Linked DNA regions of Drosophila melanogaster: region 2 is linked to region 1. Evidence: chromatin contacts called from public Hi-C data. All regions are on one chromosome and are shown on one strand. The core of a region is the stretch at or near the end of the contact, and the rest is flanking DNA. Distances in the headings are between cores, read along the strand shown.

Region 1 (2,919 bases), core at 40-2,539:
TGGACATACTGAACAAATGCAACAAGTGAAATTATTATTAAAATTAATATTATATATCTATTGTCGACAGGGGAGGCAGATCTCAACCCTCCCGACTTGATGATCCGTCGTTGTTAGTTGAGTGTTGTTTTCTCTCCAAGAATCTCAAATTTTGCCCAATTCAATGTTCTAATTTAGTAGCGTAATCTGTCTGCAAACTATTTATATTTTATATACCAAGGCTTCGAGTAATGTGCAAGCTGTAGTATCTCTACACAAACACATATATGCAAAAGTGTACCTTTACGAACTACGACTATATCTAGCGATGATATCAATTACGAGGTAGGATCTCCCACAGATCCGTATCAATGTGGTGCGTAAATTAAATCAATTAAACTGTCAAATTGTTATGTGTGTGTAGTCGTCGTTTATCGTCTCGCATCTATGGCGTATAAATTTAAATGTAAATGTAAAGTGTTCCAAGAAATTACAATAATAAAATCAAAGTATCTATACAAAACATTTTCGACTTCAAATATCTTTTTTTTAGTGGGTGTGGCGGGTGTGTAAATTCGCCTCGAAGCTCAACATACTTACACATACCATACATTCGCATCAGGTGCGATACAATCAACGTATGTATGCCAGACAATTTATGAAAATTATGGATTAGTGCTTTTAGCTGAACAGCGCCATGGAGAGATACTTTAATACTCTACCGATAACACCGTATGCCAAAATGAGTAAATTAGTTGTGGAAATAGGTCATTGCGTAGTGGAATGCTTTTAAGGAAGCATTACCTAACAATAACCTCAAAAAATCATAGTCTTGGAAAAATCTGGTTGAAGTGCCATTTACTATGCATTAATTTCCTTTTATATTTATTCGTAGTATATTTTAAAGCACGGTAGCTCCCGGAAAATAAACCAGTATCCCATAATAAACAAAAGGCCGTGTTTTATACATTATACATCTATGTCAGTTTTAACTGTTTTGGTTTCGCGCGCGGAAGTGGCGCCACCTGGTGCAGAAGCTGCGAATGTACTCGTATTTTTACATTTTACGTAAGGGGTGTTCACACTGATGACCATTTTCCAAGCTACTATTCAAATTACTCGACCAGTTGCTTATATATTTACGGCATTTTGTCAAGGTTATATCTATTTTTAGCGTGAGCATTAAAATATCTAAATATTTGAGTGTTGATATACATTGGTAAGATACGTACCCATAAAAATATTTGTAGAAAAATATCGATGTATTGATATTTTTACATTTTTATCACATCCCTAACTCAAAAAAAGTAAACACATTTCGGAATTCATATATTTCACAGAACATGAGTAATATTGTACAGTATATTGTAGTTCGCAGCGACTTGCGTTCCGCCCTTAGTTGGCCCTTGGGGGCGGTGATCGCTCAGAGTTGCCATGCCACAGCCGCCGTCATTCACTTGAATTCCGAGGACGCCGACACTGTGGCCTACTTGAACGATCTGGATAATATGCACAAAGTGGTGCTGGAGGTAATGAAATGGGTTTATATTTTAAATAATGTATATCATAGGACTTCTACAACACTTTACTTTCTTTTCAAAATCTTAATATTTGTGTATTTTCAATCAAAGAGATGGAATTAAAGTATTACACTTTTTCAGGCCAAAGATGAGAGTGCTCTGGTCAAGCTCAGTGAAAAGTTAAAGGAGAACGAGATTAAACACAAGTTGTGGATCGAACAGCCCGAAAATATCCCAACCTGCATCGCCTTGAAACCTTATGTTAAGGACACGGTTCATAAATATGTCAAGCACCTTAAGCTTTTAAAAGAGTAATTCATTATTGTTGTATATGCTTATTGACACTAAAAATTTAAGAAAAAGAAAAGCGTTGTTTTTGCTTTGTATTCTGTCAAAAACATGACCGGAGCACTTTATTACATAAGCTCAACGGGTCCAATATAAAGTTAGGCCAATACAAATTTACATTTTACAAAGAAAGCAGGATAGATATAAAAACATTGTTGTTGAGCCGCAGCTGAACCTAAAAGTCTACTTGAAGCTTAGGATTCCCTTCTAGGATCTTGGTTAATTGTCGTGTGATAAGAGGACAGAAATCAACCTTCAACCGGCGCAGTCCGCTAAGCGATTTGGTCAACTTCGCAACGACCTCATTGGACAGATTGGGCGAGCCACTCAGGTCCAGAAACTCCAAGGTAGACAGTTTTTGCAATCCCATTAGGTGTAGCGTTGTAAAGTTCTGATTATGTAATATCAGGGTCCGCAGTTCTTTAAGCTGGGAGAAAATACTCAGATCGAAGGAAGTATCCGACATAGGTCCAAAAGAATCCAGAATCTCTAGATGGCGCAGCGAATACGATTCCGCGATCGACGTAAGCAGCACGTTATTCACATGGTAGTCAAGCTGGGCGGAAGAGTGAATAACCAAGGTGTGGAGACGAGACAGACCGCCCAGCTGTATCACATTCATGAAGTCGGTAAGCTCGAGAACCTCGAGCATGGGGCAGTAATGTGCGAGCCGTCCGTACAGCTCATTATCTTTCGCAAACTTGACAATGCCAGGGCAGCGCAGTTCGCGGAGATGCGACAGGGCCGCAAGTTGGATTAGACACTTGGGCGACAGATCTACGCATCCTGAAACATTTAAAATCTCCAAGGAAATTGGCAGAGATTTTAAACTGTCGCCTTTAATACTAAAGTTTTCTCTGATGTCCAGACTCTTTAGTTTCGATAGCATCTGCAAGCAGTAAATGTGAGCATCTTTCAGGTTACAACGCCTCAAGGATATGTTGGTAATATTAATCAACCCATTGGCACCATCGAACAGGTGAGTCATGTGGGCTAGGCTGACAGAAATTTTGAAGAAGCTTAGCTCTGTTAGATTGGGACAGCTTACACCCAACAGCTGCACAAACTCGGT
Region 2 (3,119 bases), core at 576-3,075, 82 kb before region 1:
GCTCCGTGTGTGTGTCCCGATAATTGATCCTTCAGTTGAGTTTCCATGGTGGTCCCAGTTGGGGCCGTTCGTAACGAGGTCCTGCAGAAGATGTATACGTACTACCGCCTAAGATTCGATTATAGATATATTATATTTATAAATCTTGATATATATTTATGTACTTATGTATGTGGGGATCGAGTCGAAATGGACAAACAATAAGAGAGTAATTCTGCGGAACGGAACGAAGGCAGATGCAAATACGTAAATAAGAATAAGTTAAATGTTATAGATTTTAAACGCATATGCGTGGATCGAATGGGATGTCCCCGCCACCGCAAACCAAGAATAGACGCTAAAATACAATACATAAATATTTAAACGTGGATTATCGTAGCAACAGATATACGTAAAAGGAAGACGATTCGGTGAGGTCTTGCATACAGTACTGCATCCGACCACTTACCTACTACTTACTTACCAGTGCATTCGTAGTAAATAGTTAAATAATCGCTACTTACTTGTACATTTGCTAGTGGCTTTTACTTTAAACTCTCTGACCCTCGGCCGAGCAGGCCTATCCATAAGAGACTACTACTTTTCCTATATACCTACTTCATCCGATCAGATCAGACCTACAGATACTTTGCGGTTACATTTTCTACTTGTAATTTCCCCTCCCCGCGATCGAAGATTGGACCCGCAGGCTCCGTTCATACTTAATCGATGTAACTCTAATTTAATGCCATTCTATGTTAGCTCCGTAAGTTGTAAATTATCAATATAAACTACACGTAAAAAGAACAAACACAAAACAAACAGCAACCAGTGAGAATGTGGAAAATGAAACAAATAAATTAAACAAAACGATTTAAATAATTTAAAAGATGCCTTTGGATTATTAATGTGAAATAGTTGGTTTCGGAATTGTAGGTAATTCGAAAGGATAGTTTTGCGGTACTCTTAAAATAGCAGTCCTTCGTTCTACATTTTTAATAGCAATATTCTCCATTTGGCGCCATACTTTCTTGGCTTAGGAAGTATCTTGTTCCAAGAAAGCCAATAAAACGTTAAGTTTTTCTTGCCGTGCTATCCAGGAATAAAATTTTCAGTGGAAATTCAAACCATACAAATGTAAAGGTATATTTTACACACGTGTAATGTAGACTTCGTAGTTTCTACATCTTACGCTATGCGTAGAACGGATGGAAATGAATATCGATCTGAAAAAGATTACGGGGAAGCCAATCCTTATTTCGAAGATCTGGCAGCACTAGCGTCAAAAAATTTAATTTCCAAAAAAATTGAGAATTTAAAAAAAACGTAAAATTTTTTTTTGGTGTTTATAAGATTGTCATTTTTATTTAAGCGTTTTTATTAATTGAATAAATTTTTACGACTGACTTTTTATGTAAAAAATGATATCGGTACATTTCGAAAACTACTTCTTTAAAAATAAAAGAAATTGATTTTTCAATTAATTTCCTTAAATTCTTTCAAAAGAATTTAGCTAAACGCCCACTTTTAGCGCGGACTCAAACCATTGAGAGAAAAGTCTCCAAAATGAATTTGGTAAAAGTTTAATACACGAGAGAATGCTATAGTCGACTTCCCCGACAATCAGATACCCAATACTCAACTAGTGGAAGTGCGAACACGAAATTTCATATTTTATTTTTCTGCGATATCGATAGATATTGATGAATGAAATGAGATATAAATACTACACTCACTCGACTTATATTATGAACTGCAGCTCTAAGCACTCCAATCGATACTGATGAGGTGCTCTTAAAACGTGTTTTCAGATTGGTATGAGATTCGGCTTGAACACATTGGAGCTCAGTTCGCTTTGTAAGCTCGGTCGGAGTCGTTCTTAGCTCGGCGGCAAGTGCTTTCCAGACGACTTTAATCAGCACGCACTTGTTTTAGGCATACCTATGTGATTGCCTTGTGCACCTGGATCGAGTGCATAACAGTGCATCAGAAATAAGGATTATGCAACTAATATCGTTTTTATCAAATCCATTGTTCTTCTGCGCGCTTTTATTGAAATTCAGAACAAGTGAGTAAAGTTCAAAATGATAATACAAATGGAACGAAAATAAACACTTTCTGTACATATGTACATATGTAAATGCGTTGTTCTCGAAGAGAGATTCTCAGAACACGATTTGAGCCGGTTCATCTTGAAATCGCGATCTGTTTATCTCTGTCGATTTTCAGTTTGTTTATTACACTCCAGGGTGCTGACTAAGTGTGAAGGGAGAGAGAATGTTTACGGAAATAAATAATAAAAAACGCGGTAATTTAGTTAAGCTGCGGTAGTTTTAACAGGCAGCTTAACCCACTCAAATGCTAAGAAAAATAGCTATACAACATTACACAATCGCAATAATCAAATGAGGAAAAAAATAAAATAAAATAAAGAATATTAAAAGCGCAATAGGGATTATCAATTTTTCTGCCGATTTGCATAAATTGTAAATGTAGGGAGAAAAGTTACTAAGTTACTTAACGTAAGTTTTCATTAAACTTAAATTTAAAGTGTAGTTTATATATTAAGTATATATGAGTAACAAATCTCTTACTCTTAAAAAATTTAAGAACCAAAAGTAAAAGTGCTCTAAATGAATGAAACTTGATTCCAATATATGTGGTTTCGCAATCAGAACAATTAAGTAAAGGAACACGCGATTGTCCTTATAATATAATAATCGAAAGGATCATTTTTGAAGTATTTGCGGCATGTGACAGCTCACAGTTTGAGTGCGACAACGGCAGCTGCATTTCGCAGTACGATGTCTGCAATGGCGAGAAGAACTGCCCGGATGGATCCGATGAGACGGCGTTGACCTGTGTCTCCCAGCGGCAGCACTGCACCAAGCCCTATTTCCAGTGCACCTATGGAGCATGTGTGATCGGGACAGCTGGGTGCAATGGAGTCAATGAGTGCGCAGATGGTTCCGATGAGACCAGGTTGAGATGCGGCAACGAGGACGATATACGGCAGCACGACCGACGGCTTCAAGGCAATTGCAAGTGAGTACTGAAATGTAGAATGTAGATAACAGGATGAGGACTAGGAATGGATACATTAATTGCTTCTCTTCCCCTTTAGGGAAAATGAGTTCAAA

Evidence for each region. Hi-C and Micro-C count contacts between places; a contact is called where the count stands out from the background.
Region 2: a contact with region 1 is called in a Hi-C map of the Kc167 cell line, with 1.8 times the contacts expected there. A contact is called at or near these places in 16 of 107 Hi-C or Micro-C datasets (the Clone 8 cell line, the Kc167 cell line, the S2 cell line and 7 more) and 2 of 7 datasets of targeted methods (both in the Kc167 cell line).

What each region holds. Positions count from the first base shown.
Region 1 is chr3R:16,572,122-16,575,040 of dm6, reverse strand. CG14903 reads left to right here and starts at 1,289. Exons shown (of 2, transcript NM_142304.2): 1 at 1,289-1,508; 2 at 1,641-1,862. The coding sequence starts at 1,323. The coding sequence ends at 1,814. It overlaps CG14891, which reads right to left. Exons shown (of 1, transcript NM_142303.4): 1 at 1,883-2,919. The coding sequence ends at 2,023. Scp2 (Sarcoplasmic calcium-binding protein 2) reads left to right here. Exons shown (of 5, transcript NM_079657.4): 5 at 1-498.
Region 2 is chr3R:16,654,368-16,657,486 of dm6, reverse strand. It overlaps modSP (modular serine protease), which reads left to right and starts at 1,825. Exons shown (of 6, transcript NM_080515.3): 1 at 1,825-2,047; 2 at 2,721-3,024; 3 at 3,104-3,119. The coding sequence starts at 1,981. It overlaps Ubx (Ultrabithorax), which reads left to right. Exons shown (of 2, transcript NM_206497.3): 2 at 1-864.